7 separate regions of the Mus musculus genome follow, and regions 1, 2, 4, 5, 6 and 7 are each linked to region 3. The links are chromatin contacts, called in public Hi-C, HiChIP or PLAC-seq, Micro-C and promoter capture Hi-C maps. All regions are on one chromosome and are shown on one strand. The core of a region is the stretch at or near the end of the contact, and the rest is flanking DNA. Distances in the headings are between cores, read along the strand shown.

Region 1 (3,993 bases), core at 674-3,173, 470 kb before region 3:
ACCCTCTCACATCAATCATTTATGAAGAAAACGCCCCACAGATTTTTCTTAAAGGCAATCTTCTGGAGGCAATCCTTCAATTAAGGTTCTCTCTTCCCAGATGACTCTAGCTTGTGTCAGGTTGACAAAAACTAGTGCACATGTATGTCTCTGTGCATGTCTGTGTTCCTTTACCTAAAGGTTTCCTAAGGGCAGAGTCTGCCCTTGATACTAAGGACCCTATTTTTATGGTCACCTTTAGACCAAATGAGACAGAGTCTTAGCTTCACCTGACAACTTATCATAGCCTAGAGTCATCTGAGGCACTCTTAATTGAGGGATGGCCCAAGTAAGATTGGCTTGTGGTTCTGTCTGCTGGGGACTGTCTGGATTGATGCCTGATGTCAGAAGGCCCAGCCCACTGTGGGTAACACTATCCCCAGCAGCTGGGTCTTCACAGAGCTGAATTGAACTAGAGAGAGCCTGGAACAGTGTTCCTCCATGGTTCTTGTGTCTGGGGTTTTTGCCTTCAGTGTCTGCCCTGACTTCCCTCAATGATGGACTGTGACCTGGAAGTTTATGTATGTTCAATAAACTTTTTCTTCCCCAGCTGCTTTAAAATAGCAGCAGCAGCAGCAGCAGCAGCAGCAGCAGCAGCAGCAGCAGCAGCAACAACAACAACAACCACCACAACAAAACAAACAACAGAAAAGTAACTAGGGTAGCCCTTAAACATGTTTTAGGGGGTGTCATGGAAAAACTCCTTGTGGGAGGATGGAAGAGGGATGGATAGCAGGCGAGTGCCTTTTTAGTAATTTAGGAGTGGAGATGACATGGAGAAGGGTCCCTGGAAGCAGGAAGCAGGTGAAGGAAGGAGAACGAAGGGAAAAAGAGGGAGATGCGAAACTGCAAGGTGTTCTGAGCTGGGACACCAGAGCAGGCAGCCCGCTTTGGAACCTGGGGCACACAGACTGTGGACGCTTCATGTGTGAAATGGATAAATGGAAGTCACTGCCTCATAGACTGGAGGCTGAGACTGAAGTATGAATGCTGGGCAAAGCAAAGCACTTGAGAGACTCCCGAAGTCAAGAGGTTTAGATAGACACCAGCCATTAATCCTCGAGGCTGGACCACGATGCTTTCTGTTTTCTTTCCATTTGGTTGGGTTTCTGCCACTGTCTTCTGTAAAACAGGGGACAGACATCTCTCAGATTCAGCGATCACAAACAGCGTACTTGATGCTGATGTAATGCTTTCCCACCGAGGAGGAGGCATAACATCAAGGAGCGTCATTTGCTTCTGGCATCTTGGAATGTAGCTCACATCCTGGAAATGGCCCTTTGGAGGCTTTCTCTTCACCCCTCCTCTGTCCATGGTCAGGTCCCTAAGCCACTCTAGGAAAGCACACACCACTCTTGTCTCACAGCTTTTAAATTCTAGGCACACTCCTCACTGCCCTAGAGTCTCCTGGGGAAGCTCAAATTAACACATGCCCTCTCCCCTCTGCCCCTTGTCCTTGTGTACACTCGGGGCTGCATGTTTCCCCCCACCCCCTCCAGACCGGAGTAGCCTCATCTTGCTGTTTAAGTCCCTACTACTACTCAGGGCTATAGCCGGCAGACTGGTGCCACAGGAAGGAGGCTTCGCTGGGGACTGGAAACTAATCAGCCAGGCAGTTCATGAGATAATCCGGCTGAATTATCACAGGCGAGCCCGGCTGTGTGGCGCTCACTCAGGCTCCTGAGTGGAGTGGAGGAGCGCCAGCAGCATTTACTCCCTGGCCCGCAGCCCATGCATGACCCCAGCGTGTCTCTGGCTGCACCTGAGAAAGGGATCCTTTCTGGAAGTTGGGCTAGTCTCTGCGAAGGAGGAGCGCAGGGAACTGCCCAGGGAGAGGGATGGATTGGAGGAGGTGGCAGCCGCTGGCGAGGGGCGGGCACGTCCAGACAGAGCTGAGCCGCGATGGAATTAACTCCCTGGCAGCCACATAAGCCTATCCAGAGTGGAGCGAGGGCAGCCAAGGGGCTTGGCATCTGGGGACCAGCACCATGGCGGCCCCTGGGCTGCGAGGTAAGTTTCCCCTCCCCAGGACCCTGGCTCTCAGCATCCCACTAATTGAAGGAAGATGTGGAAGAGAAGGGATTCTAACACCTGTTCTTTGGGATGAGTGACGTCAAGTGGACTTCCCTGAGGTAGGGAAGGTGAGGGTGCCTGAGTAATTCTCTAAAGTCTTATTTTTATTTACATATTTTATCAAGGAGGGGACAAGTGGCAGAGGGCTGGTGTCCCCTCTCAGTGGCTGGTCACCAGTTCTACTTTGCTTCTCCTTGCTACATATAATCTGAGGGTAAGTAAGACCGTAGCCAGGTTGATCTGACAGTGCACTGAGGACACAGCATCCCTGTGGCCTCTGACACGAGCCACTTTCCTTGGGTGCAGGCAAGTACAGGTATGACATTTTCACAAGTGTTTTTTTTAGAAGAAAGGCAGACTGAGGTAAGGTTTGGGGGCACCAAGGATGTTATTTTACTGTGCCTTGAAAATCAGATCTATTGGGAGCTTGTCTTTGCTTGGGGTGGGAGTTGCTGGCTATTTTGTTGTTGGAGTTGGAATGAGAGGTGCCTGTGGCTTGGGAGTGAACAAGGTGAAGGGATTTGCAGGCAAGTGTTAGTCATAGTCCTACAAACAGATATTTCCAGGGATTATGTGGGCCCTGGCCAGGGAGGGAGGTCCTACTGAGGATGGTCAGACGTTAGCCCACAGGCAAGTGGCAGGTGGTAGGAGAATCTTAGACAAGATGTGTGTATGAGTATGTACATATGTGTATATGTGTACACATGTGAGTATATGTGTTTATGTTCTTGTGTATGAGTATGTATGTATATGTGTGTATGAGTATGTGTGTATATGACTGTGTGTATAAGTATGTATATGTGTGTGTATGAGTGTGTATATGTATGTGTGTATATGTATGTGTGTATATATAAGTGTGTGTATGTATATGTGTGAATGAGTGTGTGTGTGAGTGAATGAGTGTGTATGTATTAGAGTTGTAGAAACTGTTTCTTAAGATGACAGTGACACTCTTTGATCCCTTCACCTGTCTGAATTTTGAGACCTGACACCAGTCCCCTCAAGGAACCTCAGGGTCACTCTGCACCAGCTGCTAGACATCAAGGGCCCATGTGGTTCTGTTACTGTTCTGCCAGGCACTGCCATGCTGGTCTCTGAAGCCCCAGGAAGGCCCTGTTCAGCAGCCTCTTCTGTCCCCTGGTTGCCTCTATGTGTCTTAGCACCACAGTGGTAGCTGATTGAAGAGGTTGAACGGGGGTTGGGGGTGGGTTCCAGACACCAACCCAGGTCCAGCTCTTCTCTTATTTTCTGAGGATCTGATTTTTTTTTTAATCCCATCTATTCAGTGGCTCATTTCTGCCGGATGAGAGAAGCCTTCTATCCCATCCTGCACATGAGATGTCTAGAGCACAGGGAAACCATGAATTTGACAGCTCGAGATTGGGGGGAGGGGCTGGTACAAAAGAGCTTCCATCTCTGCTGGTCTTTACTTGTGGCCAGGTGGTTAAGGAGGACCTCTCTAAATAGGTAACATGGAGATACCTAGAGAATGGTTAGCAAAGAGATCATAGGACTCATGGCATGAAAGTGATGGGGTTGTCCAAGGACCAAGGGGCAGCCAGTGGCTGGAGCAGTGTGATCAGGAGGTCAGGGTCAGGGTCAGGGTCAGGGATAGGGTTGGGGTAAGTGGTAAGGATGAGTCTGACATTGTGTCTTACATCTGAGGCCAAATGTTCTTGTATCCAAAGGAAAATGAAGGCTATTCTTTATCAAGCACTCCAACGTACCCCAAACTAGCAGATGACTGACATAATAGCTCTGGGGGTGTGTGTGGGTCAGTACTCAGCTCACTTCACAGAAGGCAAACCTGATGTTCAGAGTAGCTAAGGACCATGCCTGTGATCACTCGCTCACCAGACTCTGTCATTGAAGGATGAAGCT
Region 2 (4,197 bases), core at 400-2,899, 360 kb before region 3:
AAGGCAGGTGGATAGCCATAGGAGAATCCCCAGCAACATGGGTACAACCCGGAAGTACTCCTTGGCTGGGAATAATTCCCAAGATGCAACACACTAATATTTCAAGACAACTTGCTTGCTTAAACTAAATACGTCTTGGCTTCACCACCATCCAAGTCCGGCATGCAGTGTAGCTGCAGGAGTCTGACCAACAGGAATTTCTTAGCTGGGAGGCTTCGCACTTCTGACATGTTTGCTGTGGAGCATGTAAAGCTAAGTCCTGACAGCTGTGGACACAGGGGGTCATGGCATGGGGTGAATTTTATGTCATGTGCTAACCCATTTACAGGCACAGACCCTGCCATTGCACAGGCTGTGATAGTAACCTGGGCTCATCTGGAAAACACAGGAGGGGGCCATTTTGTGTGAAAAGCTATCCTAATTAAACACTACTAGGTGATGACTAAGAAATCCAACACTGGCTCCTGACTGTGCCATGTTTTTGATTTTCCTTAAATAGAAATGAAAGAGATGGCATTAGAAAAGAAAGAAGAAAAATGAAAGAAAGAAAATCCTTTCTCATTTGGTATCTGTTCTTGATGATCGAATTGGCTTTCTCTGGTGTCTCCTTTTCCCTACAGGGTGAATATGACAGTCCAGGGGATGACATGAATGACAGAAAGGTGAGCCTCTATTGTCCCCTGCTAAGGACCTTGGGTGTGTAAAAGCATGGCTGGGTGTTGAACTGGCCAAAGGTGTCATAAGTGTCCCATTTACATATCTAATCTTAACAGTTTTCCCATCACAAACCTCACCCTTCAAAGACAGAAGAGTACCAACTGAGCGACACTAAGTGTCCACCTTCCCTAATGTATGGGTGTGAACACCCAGACAGACTGAACATGTTATCAGAGGTAACACTGCCCCATGAATAGGCGCTTAGAATCCCTTTGCCAAGCTAGAGAAGGTACCCAAGGAGCTGAAGGGGTCTGCACCCTTATAGGTGGAACAACAATATGAACTAACCAGTACCCCCAGAGCTCGTAGCTCTAGCTGCATTGGGAAGAGAGGCCCCTTGGTATTGCAAACTTTATATGCCCCAATACAGGGGAATGCCAGGGCCAAGAAGGGGGAGTGGGTGGGTAGGGGAGCAGGGCAGAGGGAGGGTATAGGGAACTTTTAGGATAGGATTTGAAATGTATATAAAGAAAATATCTAATAAAAATAAATTAATTAAAAAAGAAATTTAAAATTTCAATTGCAGTTAAGTTTGTAATATGACGCATGCTATTTTTTGTCTAAATGTCTTGAAATAAGCCTCATGTATTAAAGATCTTTAGAGCTGAAAAAAAAAAAAGAATCCCTTTGCCTATGAAGTGTCCCTGACCCCTCCCCCCTCTAAAAATAAAAAGTGCATTACTATCCATCCTGGATTCCTCAGGGTCATCTTTGTAACAGTTTCCTGTCTTATAGGCAAGTAGAATAAAGCCACTCCCAAATGACAAAGGCAAGTGCTGAGGGAGACGAAAGCTTGATCAGGATGCCTGTTGCAGGAAGCTGGGAACTAGGTTACAGCTGGGGGAAGGATGCTGCTCCCTTTAGAGGGACCCCTCCAGGGGTGGCCACAGCTCCTGACCGTATAATACTCAGCCAAGCCTTCTGTGAAGAGCTGTTTGTTTTGTTAGCTGGTACCCTGGGACTACGGGGCCATGACATAGATGAAGTAAAGGATGGCTCCAGCCTCTTTGGTCTGCTGGTCTGTGGCTCCTGCCACCCTATTGCTCAGCCTCGGCAGCTCTAGTATAGAAAGTTGGGTGGGAGGGAGAAGGAGGGACTAGGGATCGAAGCTCCAGAGATTCCTTCCCTCCAATTCTGTTATCTGGAAAACCACTCATGCCCCAAGTTGCCTTTTGAGCTGCCTTCTTTTTATCCTGCCTATTAGTCCCTGTTATGAAGTGTTAAGTATTAAAAACATAAAAGGTCTTTTCCAGAAATACGGCTGTGATTGCTTACACATGTCCCCGCTCTGCCTGCCTGGGGAATCTGCTGTAGAATTGCAATGTCTCAACCTCATCTGTTTCCTATCTGATGCTAATAGCTTCGGTGTTTAATTTCCTGAAAAGTCCCGCATCACATTTAAAGGAAAAGGAGGAAGCGTTTCTCCCCCATCCTCACCTCTCTCAACTGACTGTTTTCTGTCCTCCTACATTCTGACTTCATGTCTCTTCCCTTTAAATGGCCACCACTACCCATTGCCTGCCCAAGAAACTGCCTGCTGGGTGGCGAGGACCTCAGCCCATCTGGGAGCACCACAGAGCCAAGGGATAGAAAGTTAACTCAGGCGAATCCAGGCTGCCCTCTGCTTTCCGCACTAGTAGAGAGAAGCAAATTGCAGGCCATCCCAAATATATGTGCATTTGTTTCTGGAGTACTATTGTGTTGCTACCACAATGTTATTACTATAAATATATTAGCCTGTGCTCAGGCTTCTGTAAGGATGCTAGCACCTCCTCCTGCTGGCAGTAGAGGCCTGCTGAGTAGAGTTGGATCTTGCTAGGGAGCTCTCAGAGCTGATGGCGTGCTGCTGCACACAGGTGAACCGGTGTTTCTGAAGACAACAGGTCCCCTTGTGTGGCTTTCACCCAGGCTTGCTGCCCAGGCCTGGCACCTTTACCTTTCTCTCCCTGGGCCATGGGCAGAAAAGAGAGGTTTGCCATGCTGTGGGTAGGAGAAGCCCTGGTAGAGAATAAACACTTCTTCTTCTGTTCACCCAAGATAGAAAATGAATACCTAGCTAGGACAGGAGAGATGCTAAATGTCTGTAGATGATTGTGGTGTCATGATTAAAATGATGATAGCCATCCCACTGCTAGAGAGGAGGTCTTTAGTCGCATGAGTACAGGTTCCGTTAAGAGGGTCTCGCACTCCATGGCTGTGACTGATACGCCGGGGGGGGGGGGGGTTTGCCTACAGTACAGCCCAGGGAAAGGCTGAACTTGACTCTCTATCCACTTTTGCTTTAGAGATTTTTATATTAGTTGGGATATATAGGTACACAAGATAGGTCTATGAATCAACATTGGTTCATAGCAAAACAAATTTATTTATAACCAGTTCTTTGATATACACATACTTTTATATTATCACAATTCAAGGAACACTTGAAAGCTTATATTCCAATTGCCTCGCTAACGTATTTGAAAGCATTTCTAACTAACAAGATTACTTTTGTCAGAAGTAATACGAGAGAACAATGACACTTTAAGTACTTTAACACTTGGCATTCGAAATTTAGAAAACTATTTGTCTGTTCAGAATAAATCACCTGGGAGTACCTAAGATTTTTCTCAGGCAACGGTGGCTGGAGGCTGGGATGGAAGGAGCTCTGTGCACTATTTATTAAAGACAAAAGCACATCTGTATGCTAACGAGATGCATGTTTCTATTTATTTTTGCCCCCAGAAGTTAAGTGTTGGATGTATACTGATACTGAGGACATAGGCCAACCTTCGCATCTCCCAGGGTTGATTGATATATTGATTTTATAATTGCCAGTGTCAAGAGAACCATTATGCATAAATATGTAGTGTAAAATGGCAGATGTCGATTTGGGACTATCTTTAAACTGATTGGAAATTCTATCCTAATCCCAAACCAAATTTCCAATTTCATGATTTTTTTTAAATGAAATTCAGCAACTCAAATTGCAATTTAAAAACCCAAACAATCTAGCAAAAACACATCCTAAAGATAGACTAATCTGATAATTAGACACCCAGGAATGATGGCAAGGAAATACTAAGTCTTTGTTTTCCATAATGAATGTGTTATATTTCTAAAGTGGCAGAGAACTTTTCGTGCAGCAAAGCACTGCAGTTTATAACACACGGTAGTCCCCAACCAAGCTGAAGGGTTTAGGCAATATTTGTTGGTGGGGTACAGTACAAAGACATGTGATGGCACAAAGCTCATGGGTGATTAGGATCACCCACGCAACACAAGTGCACGCCTCCAGAAATGCCTCAAATTCATTACACATTTGAGTTCTGTTGTGAGACTTTTGCCCTTTGCCACATTTTTTTTCATGACCCCACATTTAGTTAAGCCATTCCACATGGGGTCACGACCCACTGTTTAAGAAGCTGTGTCCTTGCAAAGAACCTTGGGTACTGGAGGATATAGTGTTTTGGGGTGGGATGGCTTCTCTGGGGGCCTTTG
Region 3 (4,098 bases), core at 1,188-3,687:
CCTGCTATGCACACAGATGCCCAACACGCAAGCTCCTCACCCCTCCCGGGCCAGCCAGGCTGGAGGAAGCTGGAGAAAGCTCCACCCCCAGGTCTACCCTCCTGCCCCAACGCCCCTCTCACTGAGACGCGAGAAAGCCCTCCCAATAGGTCTCTGGCCACCCAAGGACCAGGTTCCCTTCTTGGGAAATCAGACCGGATTCCTACAGATCCAGTCTTCTTAAGGCCCTCTTCGACATAGCCCACACCGAAGGACAATCCTATTTGCTCTCCCAGAGGGGAACGCCGGGAAAACTTTCTTCTATCCTTATATACAGCTGCCTGCAGCTCTCTTTTTCTCTCTCCACTATCCCCTAACGCTACACTCGGGTCTGCTTGATTCTGAGTCACAGTTAGTTGGGTTTATATCTTCTAGATTCCATCTCTCAAATTTCTTTGAGCGACACGCCAGGATCAGGGGAGACGGGCTAAACTGGCAGAGTTCGGGCTATTTAGAAAACAGAACCGACTGTAAAGCTCCCCGGTACAACTAACGTTTAGGGAAGTGTCCTTACATATTTCCTCGGCCGCTGGTTTGTAGTGGAAAGACATCACTTTACTGAAAAGCAGGTTTGTCAACACACTCCTTAAACCCACAGAACTTCCAGCCTCAGACTCTGCGAGTAACACCCACCCTTACAGTCTCCCTTCCCCTCCCCCAGCAGGTCCCCGCCCCCAACCTCTTCACACTCATAAACAAGTCCCGGCTCAGGGGCTCCAGCTCACTAGCTAGCAAGCCGCCTGCTCTGGCTGGGACCGCGTCCTAGAGCAGCCGCCACTCAGACTCTCAACCTGCTACCCGCCGGCCGCCAGAGGTCGGGGTCAATCCGGTGGGTGCTTCCCAGACCTGGAATACGGGAGCCTCGATTCCAGTTCCCGCCTGCGACCTCTCTAATCAACTGTGTCCACACCATTCGGTGCTGGAGTCCCAGGAAGGTGCATCTGAACGCCGCGGAAGAACGCCAAAATTGCGCAAAGCAGTAGCGCCTCTTGGATGCACACCCACTCACTCCCGAAAGCGACAAGGAAAAAAGTCCTCCCCAGCCCTCCCATTCCACACCTTCAAGAGTGCCAAATTTCATTAGAAGTATCCACCACTGTGCAGAGCGCCTTGGTGGCAGCAGGAAACAGTCCAGTTTGCTATGTGTTCTTTTAACTCCGACCTAACTCTGAGGGTCTCTGATGTTCTGGACCCTTCCCATACTACCTCTTGGGGCGGGGGTGGGAACCCTAAAAAGGACTCCGAGAAACTGGCACCAAATCCCTACCGATGGCCCCACCCCGGTACCCACCGTTCCATGGCCGGGTCCCAGACCCACAGGCTGAGCGCTAGCTCCAACATCTGCGCGAAGACCCAGGGTGGGAAGCCATTGGGTTGGCGCTGGCCAGAGTAGCCCAGAGCTAGGGACCCTCTCAGAGAAAAAGCTTTATGTGGGACAACAACGCAGATACGCACTGTTGGGCTTAAGTCCCAACTCCCCCCAACCTGAGAAGTGACGGTGCGGGTCCTGAGCTTTGCAGCCCCTCCCCCAGCCCACGCCCTGCCGGGCTGTGTGTTGGAGCTGATGAACGTTGCCCGGTGGCCAGCGGGGTGCAGGGCACAAGCCGGGATCCTGGTCTCTTCCAAGCCCCATTTTTGTCTGCTACCCGCTTTTATTATAGGATGCGCGGGAGTCTTCTGGGGGAACCAGATAGGAGGGTCGGAGGTGTGTATGCATGAGGTGGAGTAGGATGGTGATGTCCAGAATCCCTTTCTTGCCTTTTCGTGGTCCCCATTTTCCCTCGCCTCCACCTCCTTCCCTTCCCAATGCAGGTTTGTTAAACCTGATCACTTTCCCAGACTGAGGGCGGTTTCTTGAGCAGCCAGGGGACTAGAGAAAAGAGGAGGAGGAGGAGGAGGAGGAGGAGGAGGAGAGCCATATCCACGCGCGCACAAGTGTGCATGCATGTGGAAGGAGGGTGGTGGTAATTGCGCCTAGGCCTGGGCAGATTCGAGCTCAAACTTTGGGGAAGGCACAAGAACCGAAAAGTTAGCGTGTTGCGCGATGGGGGTGGGGCTGGGTGCAGAATTGGGGCCCCCCACGCGGATCCCCAAGAAAATCTCCCCCACGCGATTCCCCCACCCCCTCCGGGACCTGCCCACCCAACGTGCCCGCCACGTCCCCTTACCGTGGCAGAAGTAACCATGGCATCCGTGTGACTATTTCCAGGGACGTCGACATGAAGAGAAAGGTGGACTCGAGTTCGGTCATTCAGTCTCGCCCACCCCTGCCGCAGCCACTACCCAGCGGTGGGAAAAAACGAGGGGAAGAAAGAAAGAGGGAAGAAAGTTGCGCCGGGCTATCTCGCGGGGCGGTGCGCGGAGCTGCTGGGTAAGGAGAGGAGCCTTCAACTCTGAGTCCCGTGAACATAATCTGAGCGGTTATAACCAGCCAACCCGGCCAGATGGCTCCGCGCTCAGCGCCTTAACCCCTTCCGCGCCAAGCCCCCTAGCCCCGCCCGCAGTGACTTGCAGGCCCGCTCCCTGGCATTTTGGAGTTTGCTCTCGAGACCAATGGGAAGACCTAGTCATTTCTCCTAGTCCACTTCAAAGGAAAACAAACGAACGAACAAACAACAAATAAGCCCTCTCAAAATAGCCTACTCTTCATTATCCCCTCTTTTGACCTTCCCTTTTAGAGATGGGGAGAAGGAGCCAACAAAAAACGTTTGATTTATCATTATATTTTACACGTAAATATCTTCGATCTGTCTTATTCTTGAACTTTTTCTTTTAAGGCTTCCTTCCTTTCTTTCTTTCTTTCTTTCTTTCTTTCTTTCTTTCTTTCTAACTAGGCAGATGAAGGCCTTTCTTGCCCCTTGGCTCAGGAAAGCTTGAACCTCAACCTTAAACTCTGTCTCCAAACCTCAGACCCTTCTGTCTTTGGATCTCTCTCCACCCCCTATTAAGCCCCCCCCCAGCCCCCCCAGGCCCTCACAACAACAGGAATCTGCGCATGAACAGTTGCTTGCCTGCCCTCGAACTCCTCAGTCCTGGGGGCAGCTCACAAGGCACAGTTAGTTCAAGCTGTCTAGGGAGGTTAAGTTGCTGAGGTACGGTGAGGGTGGGAGTGCTAAGCAACCGAGGAAGGGGTGGTTTGCGTGTGCGCAGAGTGTGCGTGAAAGAAAAGGAGAGGTATGAGCCAAAGCCCCACGTTCTACACACTCCCTAACTTCTCCACCCCTTTCTTTCAAGGTAGGAGCCGACCCTGGAGCTGAGCATTTGCCCAGCACTCGCCGCTTTGTACAAAAACAATTTGCCCAGAAGAAAGGGCAAGCAAGGCACCCCTTCCTGACTCCCCGAAAGTAGCGACGCTCTCTTGCACAACCGCTAGATTCATTCGAGGAAAAGATCTCAGGGTGGAGGCAAGGGTCTTATTTGTAGATTATTTTAGCTATTCATTAGATTCCCCCCCCACACACACACACACTTGATCCGAGCTGATTCTCTCAGATTTTACAGTGGTCAGAGCATCTAGATTTTGCTCAACTGCGGTCCAAGAGAAATGAAGGGGGAGGGGGGAATCCTAGTGGTAAGGGGAACCGGAGAACCAGAAAGTAGTACACCATTGCTCCTTCATTCCCTCCCCCATTCTTGCAAGGTGGAACTCAAGTCCAAGTGCCCCCTCCCCCCGCCCCCACCTCTGCCACTCTCCAAGTTGCCTCCTGTCAGGACATTTGACTCACACACAGCAGGAGAGGCGATTTGATAGTCCACCTCTTCCTTGCCTCCTAATAAAGTCTGATAAGCAACTCGCAATGTACTTTAGCAAGGTTCCAGGTTCAAAACCTGGAAATTCCTTGGAGATGCATAGGTTTGGTCCACACCCAGGAGTGCCAGAATTGCACCCACCGGTTAAGGCTGAGAGAAGCTGCGGGGCGAAAGGAGGCCAGAGAGGATGGAGAGTCGGGGGCTGCATACTAGATAGATTGTACCTGCCTCATCATTATCCTGGCTGACGGGGGCTGCCACATCGAAAATGGCCTGCAGCACCCACAGAGGCCCACCAAGGACGTCACC
Region 4 (4,182 bases), core at 485-2,984, 450 kb before region 3:
ATCTTCTTCCTCCTCCTCTTCTTCCTTCTCCTCCTCCTCCCCTTCCTCTTTCTCCCCTCCCCCTCTTCCTTCTTGTTTTGAGTGTAGACTTTATTGCATTGTCTTGTCCACACTCATCCTTTGAAGGCAACTGAGAATATTATCAGAGGTGTGAGAGTTAGCCTGTTATGCTTTTCTTCTGCTTGGTCAGCTGACAATAATTCAAGTTAGAACCACCCCCAGGTACTTGTATCCTTATTACCAATTCATATAACTGAGGACCACTTCTTCAGATATGGAAATCTCTCCTAAATGGAAAGCCAATTGCTGCTGTCTAGGAGTGTGCTCAGCCAGAACTAACATTCCCCTCGTTGTTGTAGGGCCGTGAAATAAGTTGGATCAGGCCTCTGTGGAAGTGCTAGGAGGTCCCATCTGTCCACACTTGCCTTCCAAACCTCCTGGATTGGATTAAAGAGTCAACAGGGCAAAATGGAGGCTAAGACTATGCTGCGACCAGAGGTGTTTGGGGAGGGGAGTTCCAGAGCCATGAGAGACATGTAATGTAAGCAGAGGCTGGGAGAGTATTCTGACACTTTGAGGTAGAATTTATTGCATCCTGCAGGCCCCAAAATCTCAAAGCCCATGCAAGTATATCTTTGAAACAGAAGTGGGGGAGAAGGTATTTGTATGGAGGCCAGGCTGTCCTGCATTGTCGGCTTTCCTAGAGTCAGGACCCCGGAGAACTGATAGCTTCTGCCGACACTCTCATGCCTGGTTTCCCTTTTGGAGCAGCTCTGAGAACTGTGTCTGGCAGTTTCAGTCACAGAGTGGGCTATGTGCTGACTGGGAGGCCCTGGAAACACCAGCATCCTTCAAGGGGTTAATCTCTTTTCTCCCTAACTTGGCATCAGGTGAGACTCAGGAAAGGACTAAATCTTTCTCTGTGACAGAGAGGAGCCCATCTCCTGACTATGGGCCTGGGCATCTGACAGTGGATCCTGAGTGACTGCATTTTACGTATGGTAAGGAACATATGGGATGCGTGCCATGATAACCTCTTAATAGGGCCCATTGGAGATAGGAGTGAAAGCCCAGATATTGCAATGCTTTTAGGTTCTTAAGGAATGCCTTTAGGTTCTTCACTTTCCCTTTTTACCTCTTTTTTGTTTGTTTGTTTGTTTTTTTTTTGTTTTTTTTTTTTTTGTTTTTCTTTTTTTGGATGAATGGTTGAAACAGTGTTCCTTGGGAAGGACTTGGGTGACTTTGGGAAACTCCTGATTGGATTTGTGGTACCACAAAAACATGCTTCTGTCCTGATTGGGCACTCAGTCTTCACAAACGTCCAGTAGACAGGGGCGATGCTCATTAGGCATCCACAGAGATCTCTGCAGGGGCCAGGAATTGAGTTCTTGAAAGTGAAGTTGGAGCGCTGTGCCCCTCCTTTCTATCAGGGGTATGCATTGATAGTTGCAGAGTAATGAGCCCCAGGATCTGGGCCTCTTGGTCTCCAGAAAATGAAGCTACCCGGGCACCATTTCTCCTTCTGTGCTGTAGCTGCAGGCTTCCGGGTGAGAAGGTGAGACTGGCTGCTGCTCTCCTTGCTTTTCCAGAGCCTGTGCCAAGCCGGCTTCTCCTCTTAGGGTTCCAGATCTTTCTTTGGCTACTTTTTTTTTTCCCTCTGGGAGAAGCTGGGACTTTAAATACTGAAAATCTTGCTGCTTGGTTTCCTAGGGTGACAGTGTCCCACAGAATCTTTCTGGTAGCCATGGCACAGGCATACACTGAGCAGGCAGCTGGTACTGGAGTGAGGTGGCTGGTGATGGCTTCTGAAGGAACAGGGTCTTCAGAGCCCGACTGATTCTGTTAGGAAATGAGTCTGTTGCCTCCTTGGGAGAAGGTGGAGTGGGCCTGGCCAGGGCAAGGAAGTGGTGACATGGGTTTTGATGATGTGTATTTCCTGTTCTGTAGCGTGACTTCTGTGCTCTCAGGAGTGTGAGCATCTCTCCTGCAAGAGCACGTGTTCCTCATTCCCACCTCAGAGTAGCACACTGGAGCCTTGGGCTTCTCTCTTCCCTCTTTCCTACCCTGAGGGATCTTTAGGGACACAACAAGATAGCCCTGGGGCCATACAGCTTAGATCAGAGCCAAAGAAGGGTGGGTAGGATCAGTTCTCAGTGGGCAGGCCTGAAGTGAAGACCCAGGGGGAAAGCAAGGAGGGAGGTGAAGCCCCACCCCCACCCCAATCCAGGTATCTATTTCCTTATGATAAAAAATGGAAAAAAAAGTGGGCACTCAGTCTTCCCATCTTGTGCTCACCCAAGCAACCTCACCGAGGTAGACAGAACAGCGGTTGTTCCTTCCCATGGACCAGGGACCATGGAGTACCTCGCCTAGTTGGTTGCTTCCAGGTCTCCCAATCCGTGCTCCTCCCTTGGGAAGTGTTTGGATCCCCACTGTCCTGGCCATGGAAACAATGCATTGTTAGGATTTGAAGGATCAGTGGGTCTTGGGAGAGCAGACAGAAGGATCTGCAGGAGCTCTTTCAACCAAGAGGCATGTCTGGTGCTCTCTTGGAACCCTCAAAGGCACTGGAAAGAAACTTCCAGGCTCAGACTTGTCATATCAGTTCTATAATCCCAATGGGCACAAAGCACTCTCATCCTTGTGAAGGGCTCCAGCCCTGGGGCACCCAATTTTCTAGCTGTGTGTTTTGCTTGTTTTCTGTTACCGCACACTATTCTGGAGGAAATGGGATCATAGAGCATTACAGTCGTGAAGATTTAGGGTGACTTCTAAATTAGAGTCACATTAGAGAGTAGGAACTGTGTCGTCCAGGAGAGGATGTGGCTTGCAGCTCACTACAGTAGCTAATGCCATAGTCAAACGAACTGACCACCGACAATGTGTGCAAGCATGGAAGGCAAGAGGGCAAGCTTCCACTCTGCTCTGTCTGTTTTCCTGGAAGCCGAGCTATTATCTTCCCATGAGTCTGGAGTCCTGCTGGTACTCCAGGGATGATGGCAGTAGGGGTTCAAAGATGGCGTCCGGATAATGGGGCTATGCTGGCTGTCCACACATCACTCTAGTCGCCTGCAGTCATTTCTCAAGCTCTGTGGTGAAGAGAGAGCTGTGCAACAATTGGTCTCTTCCCTACCAGTCATTCCTTCTGTGGCATGCTGGGTGTTTTGAGATCTGAGAGACATGCTATGAAAGATGTCCCCTTTCTGTCACTTGAGAGTTGAGTCATTTGTCTGTCTGAGGCTGCTTATGCTTGTCTCTCCTATTGCTCTATCTTGCTTCTCAACCTGTGACATTTCTGAAGGCCCTTCTGAGCACTGGGTACTGGGCTGGGTGACACAGAGGCTAAAGAGACTCAGTCCCTGCTTTCAAGGTAAGACAAACCTTGAGGAGAGAATCACACAGAAGCTCAGCTTAAGGAAATGTGGAGAGAGTCTCAGGAGAACGGTGTGGAAATTCTTAACCCTGCTTTAAAGCTTCCCAGCTAAGCCACCTTCCCTGTCCCAGCTGATGGGGACCAGGCAGATGTGAGTGGATTGTGTTCCCGTGTTATCAACTGCCCCTCCCCCAACCCCAGGGAGGGTTCACCTGACGTGTGCCAATATACTGGTGCACATGTTCAGACTCCAGTTGCTTTTATTGCCACTCTGACAGAAAGCCTAATATAAACAGCTTAAAGGAGGGAAGGTTAATTTGGTTGCTGATCTCAGGCATTCCTTCTACAGTCACTTGGCTCCATGTACGTGGGAAGGGCATCATGGCGGTGGGAGCCTGCATCAGAGTGTTCTCACACGGCAGATAGGAAGCAGAGGAAAGGGCAAGCCGACACTGGGCTGGCTTTCTCTTCTTCGTCCCTTTGTTACGTCTGGGCCCCAGGCCTGGGTGGGAAGGTGCCTGGGTGTATCTCCCCACTCAGTTAACCTTCTCTAGGAATCCCATCATAGACACCCACAGATGTACCTCACCAATCTCCTAGGTGATTCTAAATGCAGCTAACTTAACAGCAAAGATTAACCACCAGAGAGAGTTTATCTGAAGTGGGTGTTGTTCACAGCAGAACTAGTCAAACTCCATCGACAGAGGGGGAGTGCTTTGCGAGGGTGCTCAGTCCTTCCGTCCTTTCTGTGCAGGGAGAGCCTTCCTGCCACCCCTGCTCTGCTATACCTGATGACCTCAGGGGCCATC
Region 5 (3,907 bases), core at 1,058-3,557, 500 kb before region 3:
TTTCTTCTTTGATATATTTGATTATGAAGTGTGTGTGTGTGTGTGTGTGTATGTATAAAACATCCCTCGAACTCAGGTTCTACCAGAAGATGGTACCTTAATCTACATTGCTTCTAAATATAGAAAATCTTTAAGGGACCAAGCTCAGTTAACTTTCCTGTGGACCCAGCTTGTAGTTGGGTTTGGACACTGGATTCAGAATTCAAGGCTCAGCGTAACTCCAAAGACCTTGCACTTTCTGTTGTTCAAAAGGGTCTTTACTGCATTGTTACTATGATAATTTGCCTGGAAATCATTGCACCACCAATTCTCTTAGCTTTCTGGGAGCTCATGAGAGCTCTTCCAAAGGATATTCACTAACCTCTCCCATTGGTCCATAATGGTAGTCTTCTCTCACCCACATTGATAGCATCTATACTTACAAGGTTAAGTGCCCAGTAGTCCTGTCCAGTGACATCACCAAGCACAGTAGATATAGGAGCCTCTTTGGCTTCCAGTAAAGGCAGTTTTCCCTCTAGACCTAACATATCTATCTGCACCAGGGAGAACCTTTCCCCCTTAATGCACCAGGTGGGGTGGCTTACCACTGTAGTCTCTAGTAGACCTTGTGGTAAAACTAGCCAGTCAAAGAGAGCAAACAAAACAATAGTCACAGTAGCTATCTTGTTTGGTCCATGACTTTGTAAGCCAGGAAATAGATCATTTTTGATTTTCTCCAAATCCCTGTAGGGTCATTATCACACATCATATATGGTTAGTGGACGAGAAGCCCAAGCTTCGTGTGGCACGGATCATGTAATGGGACTGCTGGTGACAGCACCAGGGTATCTTGTATCATCCCAGCCCTGCCATGGACCTCAGTAGGAACTGCTAGCTAAGCACGGCTCTGACTGGGCACTGATATGAGCATGGGCATCTGATAACATTACTGACTGGGTGGGACCACTTGCTTTAGGTGAGCTATTGAGCTTCACCTCAGTGAAGCCCCCCTCGTTTCTCTTACTGTGAATAAGTGAGTAAGGAAGAAATGTCCTCCATCATATTTCCCATTGCCAAAGTAACTGGGTACCTGGACATAAGATTCCCAATGGAGTTGGCAAAACCTAACATTTTCCTCCCTGATTCTCATGGCTCCCGGGTTCCTGCAGGGCCCGGATGATGCAATTGTGTTTATCTGTGGTGTTAACACCTAGTGGTTATTCCGAGCTGCCGGAAGGGCGACACACTTCCTCCACTCTGAAGGTAGAGATGGGCTTGCCCTCTCCCCTGGCCTCCTGGGCTGAGAAGCTCACTCTAGACTGTTCCAGGCTCTGTGAGTGTCAGATGTCTGTAGGTCCCAAAGGCAGGAAATGTGTGAATTTTATTGTGTGCTCAACACCCCCCTCCCCACGTCTGACTGTCTCTCCTTTTCTGTTTTCGTCACCTTCAGCACGACAAATTGGAGCAGGCACATGAGTTGCATTACGGAATCTGTCCAAGTACTGCACTAGTTTGGACATAAGAGCAGGTTCTTTTTTTTTTTTCTTTTAAATCAAGTATAGAATTAATCAAAACCTCTGACGAGAGAACACAGCCGGTTTTAGTTATTCAGAAAATAGAGTTTAAATGGGAGAAAACAAGCGCTTATCCAGCCACCTGCGTTCCCAGCGTCGCTTGAAAGCAGAGAAAGAATGAGAATCTAATATGAAGAACATTTCCATTAAATGAATTTTTAGACTGAAAAAGAAAGCCCAGAAAATCTTCCTTCAGGGAAATAACCAGGGCTTAAATCTGTTATACCCCGGGAAAAGGAAAAATATTTACCAGTTTCCATAGCTCTTGTTTGTTTTACAAAACGCACTGTGGAGATGTGGGCTTTCGTAGCTGGATCAGATGGGGTCTGGAGTCCCGCACAGGCTGTGGGCCTCTCAAGGGAGCCGCAGCTGGAGTGGCACTGTTCAGAGTCCCACTTCAGCATAGGGGGACACACACCCCTTACCCTGGAGCCCATTGCCAGGCACCTCTGAGACTATGAGACTCCAGCTCAGGCTAGGAGCTGCGTTTCTTTGACACCGTGTACCAAAGCTTCCAGATACTGGTGGGTGGTGTATGGAGACATCCTTGTGTCTTTTGGCTGGCCTTGAACACTCAAGTTTTCCTACACCATACTCTCTGTAGGCTGTTCTTTTGGGCCCTTTATTTAATCTCGAACTCCAGCTATTCTTATACCTGTTCTCCTGAGCCTTCATCTGGAAATCTCTACAGTTCTGCCTGCAAGCAATTTGGGCCTATGTAGCAGCGCCCCCTGCTGGCATGTTTGCTGCACAGTCAGGCCTGTGGCGACACGGGGCAGTTGATTCTGAGTCCCGCCTTGGGGGTGCTTGGGTAAAGCTTCCCAGGAAGGTGGGAATTCCTATCAAAGGAAGTTGAGCACCCTTTTGGGGGTGGTATCTTTCTGATTCCAGACCATCAGCCGTGCCAGTTCTGCACGTGCCTTAGTGGGAGGCAGGTTAACGCTACTGCTTATCAGCACACTTTCTGATTTAAAAAAAAAAAAAAAAAAGTCTTATTCTTTAGGTACCTGAGGCCCACATTTAGAGAGAAAACAGAAAAAAGAAAATCAAAACAGAGCAGGCCTTTCCAGCTGTCACTCTCAGCTTCCTGCCCCAGAAGGGAGCCAGTGCTCTGTGTGCCTTCCCAGGGACCCCAGGCCTCGGCCTGAAATAGCAGCTGCAGCTGCCTTGGTTTTTTTTTTTTTAATTGTTTTTGTTTGTTTGTTTTTGTTTCCATTTCTCTGCGCTCCCCACTTTCTTCTTTCTTCTTTCTCCTCCCCTCCTCCTCCTTTTTCTTCCTCCTCCTCCTTCTTTTTCTTCCTCCTCCTCCTCCTTTTCCTCCTCTTCCTTCTTTCTTTCTTTCTTTCTTTCTTTCTTTCTTTCTTTCTTTCTTTCTTTCTTTCTTCCTTCCTTCCTTCCTTCCTTCCATCCTTCCTCCTCCTCCTCCTCCTCCTCCTCCTCCTCCTCCTCCTCCTCCTCCTCCTCTTCTTCTTCTTCTTCTTCTTCTTCTTCTTCTTCTTCTCCTCCTCCTCCTCCTCCTCCTCCTCCTCCTTCTTCTCCTTCTCCTCCTCCTCCTCTTCCTCCTCCACCTCCCCTTCCTCCTCCTCCTCTTCCACCTCCCCTTCCTCCTCTTCTTCCTCCTCTCCTTCCTCCTCCTCCTTTCTTCTTTTTCTTTGCCCAGGTTAGCCTAAAACTTCAGATCCTGCCACCCATGTTTCCTGTTGCTGGAATTACAGGTAGACACCCGCCACCATGCCTTCCATTATGCTTTTTTGGTGGTTTTCTTCTTCTGGTCTTCCTCTCCTCTACCCTACTTATAGTCAGCAGCTTTGTCTTTTTAACATGTTTCTTTCTGATGCAGGGTCCTGTTACAAGCAACACAACTGGCAAAGCTGCCACAGGGCCTTTGACCCACTGTCTGATCCCCTATGTCCAGGCCCTCAGGAGTGCAAGCCAGGCCCTCTTGGCTGGAGTACTGACTTGCATGATCCCAGGCTCCAACCAGAGTGTCCGGTATGGCTGCTTAGACTTGTTTCTCCCTCAGTTCCTGGAGACCTGGGTCCCAGACCATCAGCCCTGTCAGATCTGTATGTGCCTCAGTGGGAGAAAGATTAACTGCACTGCCCAGCCGTGTCCCACAGCCCGAGGTGAGTCTTCTCTGCCTGGTGTCCCTGGTGGAAGAAGGACTCTGTGGGTCTTCAGCCACCAGTCATACACATAACAGACCAATCCAAATAAAGGCCCCATGGAGGTGTTTTTCTTCTTGAGACCACATTTCTGCTTGCTGCAATCAAGAGTCTCTTTTTGGTACCTGGTGTAGGAACTTTCAGATGTACCTCTGTCCTTCCACCCCAATGCTTGCGTCAGACTCAGAG
Region 6 (3,837 bases), core at 742-3,241, 380 kb before region 3:
ATCCTCTACCCATCTGATGAAAATTTCTGAAAATCAGTATGCCCCAGATGTTCTGCTAATGTGGTAGTGACTACAGATGTCCTCTGGCCCTGATGACTTTTATGTGGTGAGAATTCAGCATTTTATGGCTAGTTGTAAATTGAGAGGCACCCACAGGAAAACAAGAGGGGCATATAATGAGAGTCAATGGGAAGAGACTCATTTAGAAGAGGGTGGGAGAGCATTGGAGCTCAGCTCTAAAGGCTGGGCAGGAGCTCTGGGAGTTGGGAGGGAAAATAAGATCATTTCCAGAGAAGGGAAGATATACCCCCAGGTCCCAAGGTCAAAAAATATCTCCTGTGAGAGGAACTGAGAGGAGTATAGGGGTGTGGGCAGAGGGTGGGGGGTGGGGGGTGGGGGCAGCACAGGCTGTAAGGAGAGCAGAATCAAACCAAGGAGGAAGCTGGGAGGCACAGCTCATAACATAACAGGCCTTGTCAGCCATGTAAAAAGCTTGGATTTTATCCCAAAATTTAAAAGTCAGCAAACATTCATTCATGTGTAGAGGACATGCTGACAACAGGAATAAAAACCATAAACAAATACAGGATTGGACAACAGAGAAAGGTCTTCCTTCTTTTCTCTTTTCTTTTCTTTTCTTTTCTTCTCTTCTCTTCTCTTCTCTTCTCTTCTCTTCTCTTCTCTTTTCTTTTTTCTCTTCTCTTCTCTCTCTCTCTCCTTCCTTCCTTCCTTCCTTCCTTCCTTCCTTCCTTCCTTCCTTCTCTCTCTCTCTCTCTCTCTCTCTCTCTCTCTCTCTCTCTCTCTCTCTCTCTTTCTTTCTTTCTTTCTTTCTTGTCAGTGTATCACCGTCTACACGATGGCTACAGACAGGAAACTCAACCTGTAGTCACAGATAGAGTGGTGAAGGGCTGCTCAGTTTCTGGTTGTGCCCACCGAGACCTCCCTGCTGGCTCTAGGTTTACAGCTGAGATGATACAGCTGAGCATCTCAGCTTCTGGTGTCACTTCCATTTTGATGGGGAGATGGCTTAGCACTCGCGTGCATGGACAAATGTGCTTATGGGCAGTGAGCAAGGACAGATGCGCAGCAGCCTAAAATTCTTAGCCATGGTGCGGCACATGCTGAGTGTCTCTTTGGCACCACTGGAGGGATGAAAACAGAGTTTTCAAGAGATGGGAGTTCTTTGCATCTTTGCTTGGCTTCCTCTTCTCTGACTGCATAGCCTTCCGTCCTAGTCCACCCATCTTCCGTCCTAGTCCATCTCATGCCTGGGTCCTCATGCCATCTTGTCTATCTTGCTTCTCCACCTGGTTTTTGGAAATTAAAGGGAGCAGAGGTCACAAGATAGTCTTCAGACACTCTATGACTGTGGAGGTGAGAGAGATGCTAGAAAGGATGACAGCGGGACACCAATGATCTGACAGCTGATGTGGTAACTAAGGAAAAGCCAATTAACAGGCATAAAGACAGGTAAACTGACTTTTATCCACAGGATGTGCCAGATGGGACGACATCCAACTTTATGCCTGGCCTGTATTCTTGCTGGCTGATCTGTCCTGGCCATTTGCAGAGAGGGCTCTTCACAGACCATGGTAGAGATCATTAGGATGATAGCATTTGAATCTTACTTTGCTATACATTTTCTTTGTTTTTTTTTTTGGGGGGGGGTGCTCCTTCATGTATGTTCATTAAACTTGCCATGCTACTCAGTTTTCTTATCTGTAAAGTGGAGACAATGACTTGTATGTTGCCCAAGAGAGACATCACTAAAACCTTGGCTCCCTGTGTCTCAGCAAAGCACGTGATTTTAATGCAGAGGGAAAACAAGTGAGTCTTGGGACCACACTGATGTGCCCTTGTGGGGGGTGGGGAGATGAGGAGAGACAAGGAGGAAGAAAGAAGTAAGACAAAAGAAATCTCAGTGAACCCCTTAGACTGTGACAGTGGGGCCAAAGCATGCTTTTATGAGAACCACATTTGAGCCCAGGAATAAAAAATAAGAGCAACATACTTTAACGATTATTTATGATTTTAAACACATGAAAGGCACAACGTGTACCCAGGGAGGCGCATCGTGTACCCAGGGAGGCATAATGGGGAACAGCTGGATAACATGTGTCTTGCTATTTCTGAGGATGTTCATAATTCTCTGATGTCCAAGAATAACAGTAATAATGATGCTGCTAACGATTATTATCAATAATAGAGAGCATTGAGTGTCTTTCTGGGAAGGTGAAATGAGAACCTAAGCTGGTGGGCTTAGTCCCCTTTTAAGGGGACATTCAAGCTGGCTTCCTCCCCTGGGACAGACGATGGGACTTTGCTGAGGGTGGAAGGCCATTGGACTAAGGGAAGAGTCCTAGACAGGGCATCCAGGAGACCTTCCTGTCCATCTGTGCCTCGGTGTTCTCATCTGTGAGGTCCTGCTCCTCTCTGGTAGGGCTTGTGGTGTCTTCACAGGTTCCGCTGAGAAGCAGCTCATGGTGCAGGTGCTGAGCGCACTGCTGAGCATACTGCAAGGGACAGGGTCATTATTAGAGTTCTTGTCACCCCTGCATATGCCCAGCACTTGAATCCATCAACTACCAAGCTGTGGGTCTCCAGGAGATGCCTAGAAATGCTTGTGCCATGAACGAATGCTTCTTTTCCTTAAATGTTTCAAGTCATGGTTATGCTAGACTTGGGAAATACCTTCAAAGCTATTTAGCCTACTTCCCTCTTTTATGACTTGTTAAGTGGGTCTGGAGGGACTCTCAGTCTAAGCCTAATTATCCACCACCACTGAGTAAACCAATGGTCGCCCAATGCCCCAAGAATTATAGGGTTTTTCCATCTGGCCTGGGAAATAGGTGCCATTCCCACTCCTTCCAGATGGTTCTTTCTCTTATATGGAGTCATTTTTCACACCTACACAGTAAATGCTCAAGGGTTCAGTAGACCTCTGTGCTCCTTTGAGCGGAGTCCCCTCTTAGTGGATGAATTCTTGTTTTGAATTCCTCAGGCTTATATCTCTGCTCCTGTACCTCAGGGAATCTGAAGGGATCCACTTGTTTTGTTTCCCTGAGTTCTCAAGGCAGGGGCCTGAAGCTACCCCAGGACTCACCTTGTCTGTTTTCTCCTGCTGCTGTCTGATGATCACTGTCTGGGAAGCCATCATATCCTGCATTTTGTCTGGGAACAAACATGTTTTCCCCATGTTTATGTTTTTTCAGGACTGGTGTCTGTTATTCTTTCATGGTGGGAAATGAAAGCGTTTCAGTGAGTGGGGTGTGTGTGTGTGTGTGTGTGTGTGTGTGTACTTAATATGTGTATATATACACATATACATATATATCTGAAGATTGGATGGAATATACTATAAACTATTCATAGAGTGTCCCTCAGGAAAAAAAAGGTAAGACTGGGTCAAAAATGAAAAAACAAAACAAAACAAAACAAAACCCCAACTTTACCATTTAGTTACTGTTTTCCTGATTTTGTTTTTGTTTTTAGTAGCAGATATGTATTAATTTATTTTAACTGAAAAGAAATAAAAACTGTTCAGAAGATATAAAGTTATTGGCTGGAAGGATCCCCAGCCCCTGTCCCCGCCACCACTTCCTATCATTTTTATGACAAAATGAGAAAGAAGGTGGCTCTTTGGTTGAAGCCAGCTGAAGCGCATCTCACGCACACCAGTGACAAGCTTTTCAGATTCCCCAGCTGAAAGTGCTGCCACCTTTCCTGGAGCCTCAAAGACCCCTGCACACCCTTGGCTGCCATTATCTCAGCGCACCCTCGTGCATATTCTCTGAGCTTGAAAATAGCATGGTGGAGAAGAGGGCAGACTTTTCCGTC
Region 7 (4,174 bases), core at 599-3,098, 480 kb after region 3:
GACACCGAAGAGCACAGACTACTAGCTTTTGTAAAACACATCGGACGTTTACTGGGGTTAACACATACTCACAGACAGACACACAACAGACACCCAGAAATCCAAGTTTGGAAATCTTCCATCCCACTTTTCCCAACGCCCAACAGCCGATCTGTTTACAACTTCGTAAAACTGGAGATCGGAAAAGCGCTTAGAGATACTGAAGGAGCTGCGGGTCCCGGAGAGCAACCCCGCACCCTCAGCCTCCCCCACCCTTCACCCCCAACCTCCGATTCTGCAGCCCCGAACTAGAGAGCTTCCTACCTGGCGGGCCGGCTTGGCGCAGAGGCTGTGCTGAGTCGGCGGAGAGTCTGAATGCGGCAGGTCGCCTTTGCAGCAGCCGGAACGAGCAGCCGCCACCACCGCAGCAGCGTGCGAGAGGCTCCGGGGCCCCTCGCGTTTCCCGTCCTTCTCCTCTCAGGAGTCCGATCGTTTTATCGAGCAGCTACGGAGGAAACGTCCGTACCCTACCCCCATCCTCACACGGTGCAAGCAACCTGGAGACGCTGTCCTCTCTCTGGGGAAGGGAGTCCCGGAGGATGCGGGGTGGAAAGACAAAAAGGCCACCTTCTCCGGAATCACCCAAGCAAATGGCGATAAGCTGCACTCTCGCCCCCCTCTGAACACTACGGGAGCCCTTGATTCGATCCCGAGGGAGGCGGGCGGCTCAAAGCCTGGCTCTACATGGCTCTCCGGTAACCTGCGCTACCACAGCACGGACCTCTCTCCGCGGCGCGCCGCGAGCCTTCAGCAGCTCCGAGTGGGGCAGGGAGCGTGCGGCCGCAGGTTCGCTCGGTCCATTTCTGGGCGCTGCAAGATCAGCAGAAACCTGAGAAAGCGCCTGGAATGCGGAGCAGCGATTGGCCCACCCGGGCGTGGGTTGGGGAGGGCGGGGGAGGGCAGGAGCGAGGAGGTAGATGGAAAATATGAGGGGGTGGTTTGGCAGAGGGGGGTTGTCATTCAGTTCCCATCCTTGCCTGCACAGCTTTTCTTCCGCCCCCCCCCCCGAAAAGCCCACCACCAACTCCTCTTTCCCGGCGGCCGGCAGCCCCTCCCACGCACGGCCCTCCGCTGCGAGCGACCTTCCCCGGGAATTTCACATTGGAGATGGTCAGGTCCGACGCAATGCAGGCGGTGGTGTCCCTGGCAGAACTCCTTGGACCAGTCTGCTTTAGATGCAGTCACACAGGCGATCTTGCTCCTGCATCTCGCTCCTCCGCGCCACCCCGCCTCTCCCCCAGAGGCCTCTCTGCTCAGCCCACCCTAGCCCCCCAACCCCACGCCAGCCACACTCCAAAGGGTGCAGTTTGGTAAGCGCTGCAGTTGAGGATCTCCGGGATTCATCCACACAGTGTTACTGGGAGAAGGTGGTGCCAAGTGTCTGTTTCACTTGAACCGAGGAGGGGGAGCTGAAGTTTTCTTACAGTCAGAATATTCTGAAATGCAGAGAATTTGACGGGAGGGGGAAGGGAGGCGGCGGGGGCGGACAAGCAAAGGTGTCGTGGATTTGTGGATTGTCTGCCAACTTGGTGCTAATTGGGACAAACGTGAGAAGCAAGTCGCCCAATTCGCTTCCTACCCTCAGTCCTGCCTTCCGAACCTCCCCACTCACCCACCCACCCAGTGGCCCTCTGCCGCTCAGGACCACTTTCTAGGCTCCGGACATATTCGCGCAAGGGTCACAGTGGCAGTCTGAGCAAGGGATATGCACCGCGTCCCCAGTGCCGCTGCACCTGGATACAGGCTGCACCGGAGGAGGCAGCCAGCAGCTCCAGTCCTTCCACCGCTGCGGAGCCTCTGAGGAGCCCCCAAGAATCCAGAGTCATCGCTGATTGGTTCTTGGCACGGCCTTGGTACCGCCCCTTCGCACCACCGCGGCTCGCGGCGCCTGCCGCCCACACCACCAACCTCTTTAATCAAAGTCAATGATCACATCCTCCTGGCTCTATTGTGGCTAGTAAGGCAGGGGCCTCTAGAAGGATCCCAGGGATACAGCTAGTTAAATTCCTCCTCCAGATTCAGACCCCAGCATTCCTTTCAGGGGGAAAAAAAAAAATAAGTGTTTGTTCGCTCCTCTCCTCCGGATTCCTAACCCTGCCTTTTCTTCCATGAACAGCGAGTTCTATTGCACAGTACTTCTTCCCACCTTAAACTCCACCCAGTGCACACTGGTCCCTCATCCCAGAAACTCCTTACCCCCCGCCCCCGCTCCTCTTCTGCACTGATGCTCCATTGGTGGAAAAATAATAATAAATGCGAGGCTCTGCCAAGAAATGTCAGGCATGATGGTTCGGTAGTCGCTGCAGCTAAAAAATCTCACAGTGAACCTACTGCATCAACATTTCCTTGCCTTGTCCCAGAGCTTCACTTCATCTTCCCTGCTCCGTTTTACTGCCCCCGCCCCGTCTTCCACTTCCTCCTTCCTGATCCTGAATTCTTGTTTCCTGTGCACGTCCTTGTCCTGATTCATCCCTTATTATAAGGAGATTGCCTAAGAAAAGTGTTTCAGATTACATAGCCTCCCAATTCAAAAATTCAGAGTTGTAAGTAACAGGATTACTGGATCCTCCCAAGTGGCTAATGTGATTAAAGCGGGACTTTGAACCTCCGAGGAACTGGACAAAAAGTTGTTGAGATGAGGATTCGGCGTTTTTCACATGAGTCCTCAGTTGCTAGGGGTCAGAAGGCCCTTAAACATTCAACAAAAGTTTGTTCTGCTTAGCTTTGGACCAGCCTTGTCCTAGCGCTGGGTGACCAGTGACATACAGTTCCACATCTTAGGGAGCTCACATTCAATGGGAGGCACAGAGTAAAGAAATAAACCCAGAATGTGTGTCCAGTACTAGGATGGGCTTCCAGATGGGAAAGACCTCTCTGCAGAGGGCTCATGGGAATCGGCAACCTGAAACACAGACCAATGGATAAAAGACAAATAGTTTATGAACAAACATGCAAGTCTTAACGCAACCAAAAGGTCATTGTGAACAGGAAGAAATAACAAGGAAGGTCATGGCAGGTGGACCATGGGACCCCTTAGGCTGGGAGGAAGAGGGCAACAGAAGGCATCAAAGGACATGCATCAACATAAAATGGTTGTCTTTAATGGGGAGAGTGTTGTTTGCTTATTCAATTTCCTTGTTGTTTGAAATGGTTTTACACTGAAGCCCAGGCTGGCCCTAAAAACACAGTAACTCTCCTGTTTAAACCTCCCTAGTACTGGGGTTACAGGCAGGAAGCATCCTGCTGTGTTTTGTTTGGTTTTAACTTTGAAATTATTTTATTTTTTTATCTGTGTGTCTGTTTCATGCATGGGGGCCACACACATAAACTGTGGTGCATGTGTGGAGGTCAGAGGACAGTGTATAACTGGATCCCCGAATCAGGTCTGGTGGAAAGCACCTTTAACCACAGAGCCATCACACCAACCCTGCTTTGGGGTTTTAAAAGATTTACAATCACCGTTGGCAGGCAGGGGGCTGACAGGGCCCCTCATCATAAGCACAGCTCAGATGAATGGAAGAAGAGCAGGCTCAGAAAATCTTGAACTTGGCTTTTTCAGAGGGAATGGGGATGGAATATAAAGAGAGAAGGGTTTCAATAATGTCCCCTGGGCTTCATGCCGCCATGATTGGGCAGGTGCTAACACCATGTGCTAGAGTAGAATCTGAGACAATGTCTCTCCCGTCTGAATGTGAAGCCGCTGCTATTACCTGGTCACATTGTCCTTACCTTCCCACCTCCACTGGAGAGGCTACTGGAAGAACCAGCTCTGCACACAGCCCCATTTTACTTCCTGTGGTTGCTACACAGCAATGAGTGGAGCCGGTTTCCCATAAACTACAAAAAGGCCCCAGAGAGCCAGACCGCCACCTGGAAATAAAATATTATCTCCATGAAGCAGTGGGAGCATAAGGGATGCAAGCTAGGATGCAGCTGTAGTGAACTGCTCTACCTTCTGCCTTCTGAGGGCCAACCAGCCACATGGCCCAGGGACAGGCTGTGTCTGTGTTCCTGAGGCTATGGCCAACTTGGTCATTTGTGTCTTTGTTTCTGATCCCTACTCACATATTCTCACGACCTGGGATAACAGCATCTACTAACTCTTTAGCACTTAGTCCCTGTCCCTGGTAATGTT

What was found. Promoter capture Hi-C pulls out the DNA fragments that hold promoters and counts their contacts. Hi-C and Micro-C count contacts between places; a contact is called where the count stands out from the background. HiChIP or PLAC-seq counts read pairs in DNA pulled down with a chosen protein or histone mark.
Region 1: a promoter capture Hi-C map of hippocampal neurons shows a contact between it and region 3, with 11 times the contacts expected there. The contact joins the promoter of Ano2 here to the promoter of Ntf3 in region 3. A contact is called at or near these places in 10 of 39 promoter capture datasets (the 3T3-L1 cell line, cranial neural crest, embryonic stem cells and 5 more), 1 of 484 Hi-C or Micro-C datasets (nephron progenitors), 9 of 115 datasets of contacts at active chromatin or transcription factors (cardiomyocytes, craniofacial prominence, embryonic limb bud and 5 more) and 3 of 9 other capture datasets (adipose tissue, embryonic stem cells and pancreatic islet).
Region 2: a contact with region 3 is called in a promoter capture Hi-C map of cranial neural crest. The contact joins the enhancer-like site here to the promoter of Ntf3 in region 3. A contact is called at or near these places in 7 of 39 promoter capture datasets (the 3T3-L1 cell line, cranial neural crest, embryonic stem cells and 4 more), 6 of 484 Hi-C or Micro-C datasets (cerebral cortex, cranial neural crest, nephron progenitors and 3 more), 6 of 115 datasets of contacts at active chromatin or transcription factors (embryonic limb bud, embryonic stem cells, fibro-adipogenic progenitors and 1 more) and 4 of 9 other capture datasets (adipose tissue, embryonic stem cells, liver and 1 more).
Region 4: a Hi-C map of olfactory sensory neurons shows a contact between it and region 3, with 4 times the contacts expected there. The contact joins the enhancer-like site here to the promoter of Ntf3 in region 3. A contact is called at or near these places in 5 of 39 promoter capture datasets (the HPC-7 cell line, cranial neural crest, liver and 1 more), 10 of 484 Hi-C or Micro-C datasets (cerebral cortex, cortical neurons, embryonic stem cells and 2 more), 10 of 115 datasets of contacts at active chromatin or transcription factors (craniofacial prominence, embryonic forebrain, embryonic limb bud and 4 more) and 1 of 9 other capture datasets (embryonic stem cells).
Region 5: a Hi-C map of cortical neurons shows a contact between it and region 3, with 2.5 times the contacts expected there. The contact joins the enhancer-like site here to the promoter of Ntf3 in region 3. A contact is called at or near these places in 10 of 39 promoter capture datasets (the 3T3-L1 cell line, cranial neural crest, embryonic stem cells and 4 more), 10 of 484 Hi-C or Micro-C datasets (cerebral cortex, cortical neurons, cranial neural crest and 6 more), 8 of 115 datasets of contacts at active chromatin or transcription factors (craniofacial prominence, embryonic forebrain, embryonic limb bud and 2 more) and 2 of 9 other capture datasets (adipose tissue and embryonic stem cells).
Region 6: a contact with region 3 is called in an H3K4me3 HiChIP or PLAC-seq map of craniofacial prominence, with 4 times the contacts expected there. The contact joins the enhancer-like site here to the promoter of Ntf3 in region 3. A contact is called at or near these places in 5 of 39 promoter capture datasets (the 3T3-L1 cell line, cranial neural crest, hippocampal neurons and 2 more), 2 of 484 Hi-C or Micro-C datasets (cerebral cortex and uterus), 5 of 115 datasets of contacts at active chromatin or transcription factors (craniofacial prominence, embryonic limb bud, embryonic midbrain and 2 more) and 4 of 9 other capture datasets (adipose tissue, embryonic stem cells, liver and 1 more).
Region 7: a Micro-C map of embryonic stem cells shows a contact between it and region 3, with 4 times the contacts expected there. The contact joins the promoter of Kcna1 here to the promoter of Ntf3 in region 3. A contact is called at or near these places in 6 of 39 promoter capture datasets (the 3T3-L1 cell line, cranial neural crest, embryonic stem cells and 1 more), 10 of 484 Hi-C or Micro-C datasets (all in embryonic stem cells), 3 of 115 datasets of contacts at active chromatin or transcription factors (all in embryonic stem cells) and 1 of 9 other capture datasets (liver).

What each region holds. Positions count from the first base shown.
Region 1 is chr6:125,688,696-125,692,688 of GRCm38.p6, forward strand. It overlaps Ano2 (anoctamin 2), which reads left to right and starts at 1,924. Exons shown (of 25, transcript NM_001364562.1): 1 at 1,924-2,049. The coding sequence starts at 2,028.
Region 2 is chr6:125,807,187-125,811,383 of GRCm38.p6, forward strand. It overlaps Ano2 (anoctamin 2), which reads left to right. Exons shown (of 25, transcript NM_001364562.1): 9 at 621-662. The region is part of intron 1 of Gm33202 (a long non-coding RNA gene); the gene reads right to left. Among named protein-coding and RNA genes, the nearest start is that of Gm33202, 3.0 kb to the right of the region's middle. Within about 2 kb of position 1,650, at least 4 of the 459 cell types and tissues checked have an H3K27ac peak or open chromatin away from gene starts, as enhancers often do.
Region 3 is chr6:126,162,523-126,166,620 of GRCm38.p6, forward strand. Ntf3 (neurotrophin 3) reads right to left here and starts at 2,438. Exons shown (of 2, transcript NM_001164035.1): 1 at 2,208-2,438. The coding sequence starts at 2,225.
Region 4 is chr6:125,716,482-125,720,663 of GRCm38.p6, forward strand. The region is part of intron 3 of Ano2 (anoctamin 2); the gene reads left to right. Among named protein-coding and RNA genes, the nearest start is that of Ano2, 28 kb to the left of the region's middle. Within about 2 kb of position 1,735, at least 5 of the 459 cell types and tissues checked have an H3K27ac peak or open chromatin away from gene starts, as enhancers often do. A contact at or near this core is called in olfactory sensory neurons, where this site is marked.
Region 5 is chr6:125,659,389-125,663,295 of GRCm38.p6, forward strand. It overlaps Vwf (Von Willebrand factor), which reads left to right. Exons shown (of 52, transcript NM_011708.4): 39 at 3,577-3,679. Among named protein-coding and RNA genes, the nearest start is that of Ano2, 29 kb to the right of the region's middle. Within about 2 kb of position 2,308, at least 8 of the 459 cell types and tissues checked have an H3K27ac peak or open chromatin away from gene starts, as enhancers often do. A contact at or near this core is called in cortical neurons, where this site is marked.
Region 6 is chr6:125,784,855-125,788,691 of GRCm38.p6, forward strand. The region is part of intron 4 of Ano2 (anoctamin 2); the gene reads left to right. Gm38898 (a long non-coding RNA gene) reads right to left here. Exons shown (of 3, transcript XR_869435.1): 2 at 3,104-3,171; 3 at 2,431-2,513. Among named protein-coding and RNA genes, the nearest start is that of Gm38898, 4.5 kb to the right of the region's middle. Within about 2 kb of position 1,992, at least 6 of the 459 cell types and tissues checked have an H3K27ac peak or open chromatin away from gene starts, as enhancers often do. A contact at or near this core is called in embryonic limb bud, where this site is marked.
Region 7 is chr6:126,643,953-126,648,126 of GRCm38.p6, forward strand. Kcna1 (potassium voltage-gated channel, shaker-related subfamily, member 1) reads right to left here and starts at 1,849. Exons shown (of 2, transcript NM_010595.3): 1 at 304-1,849.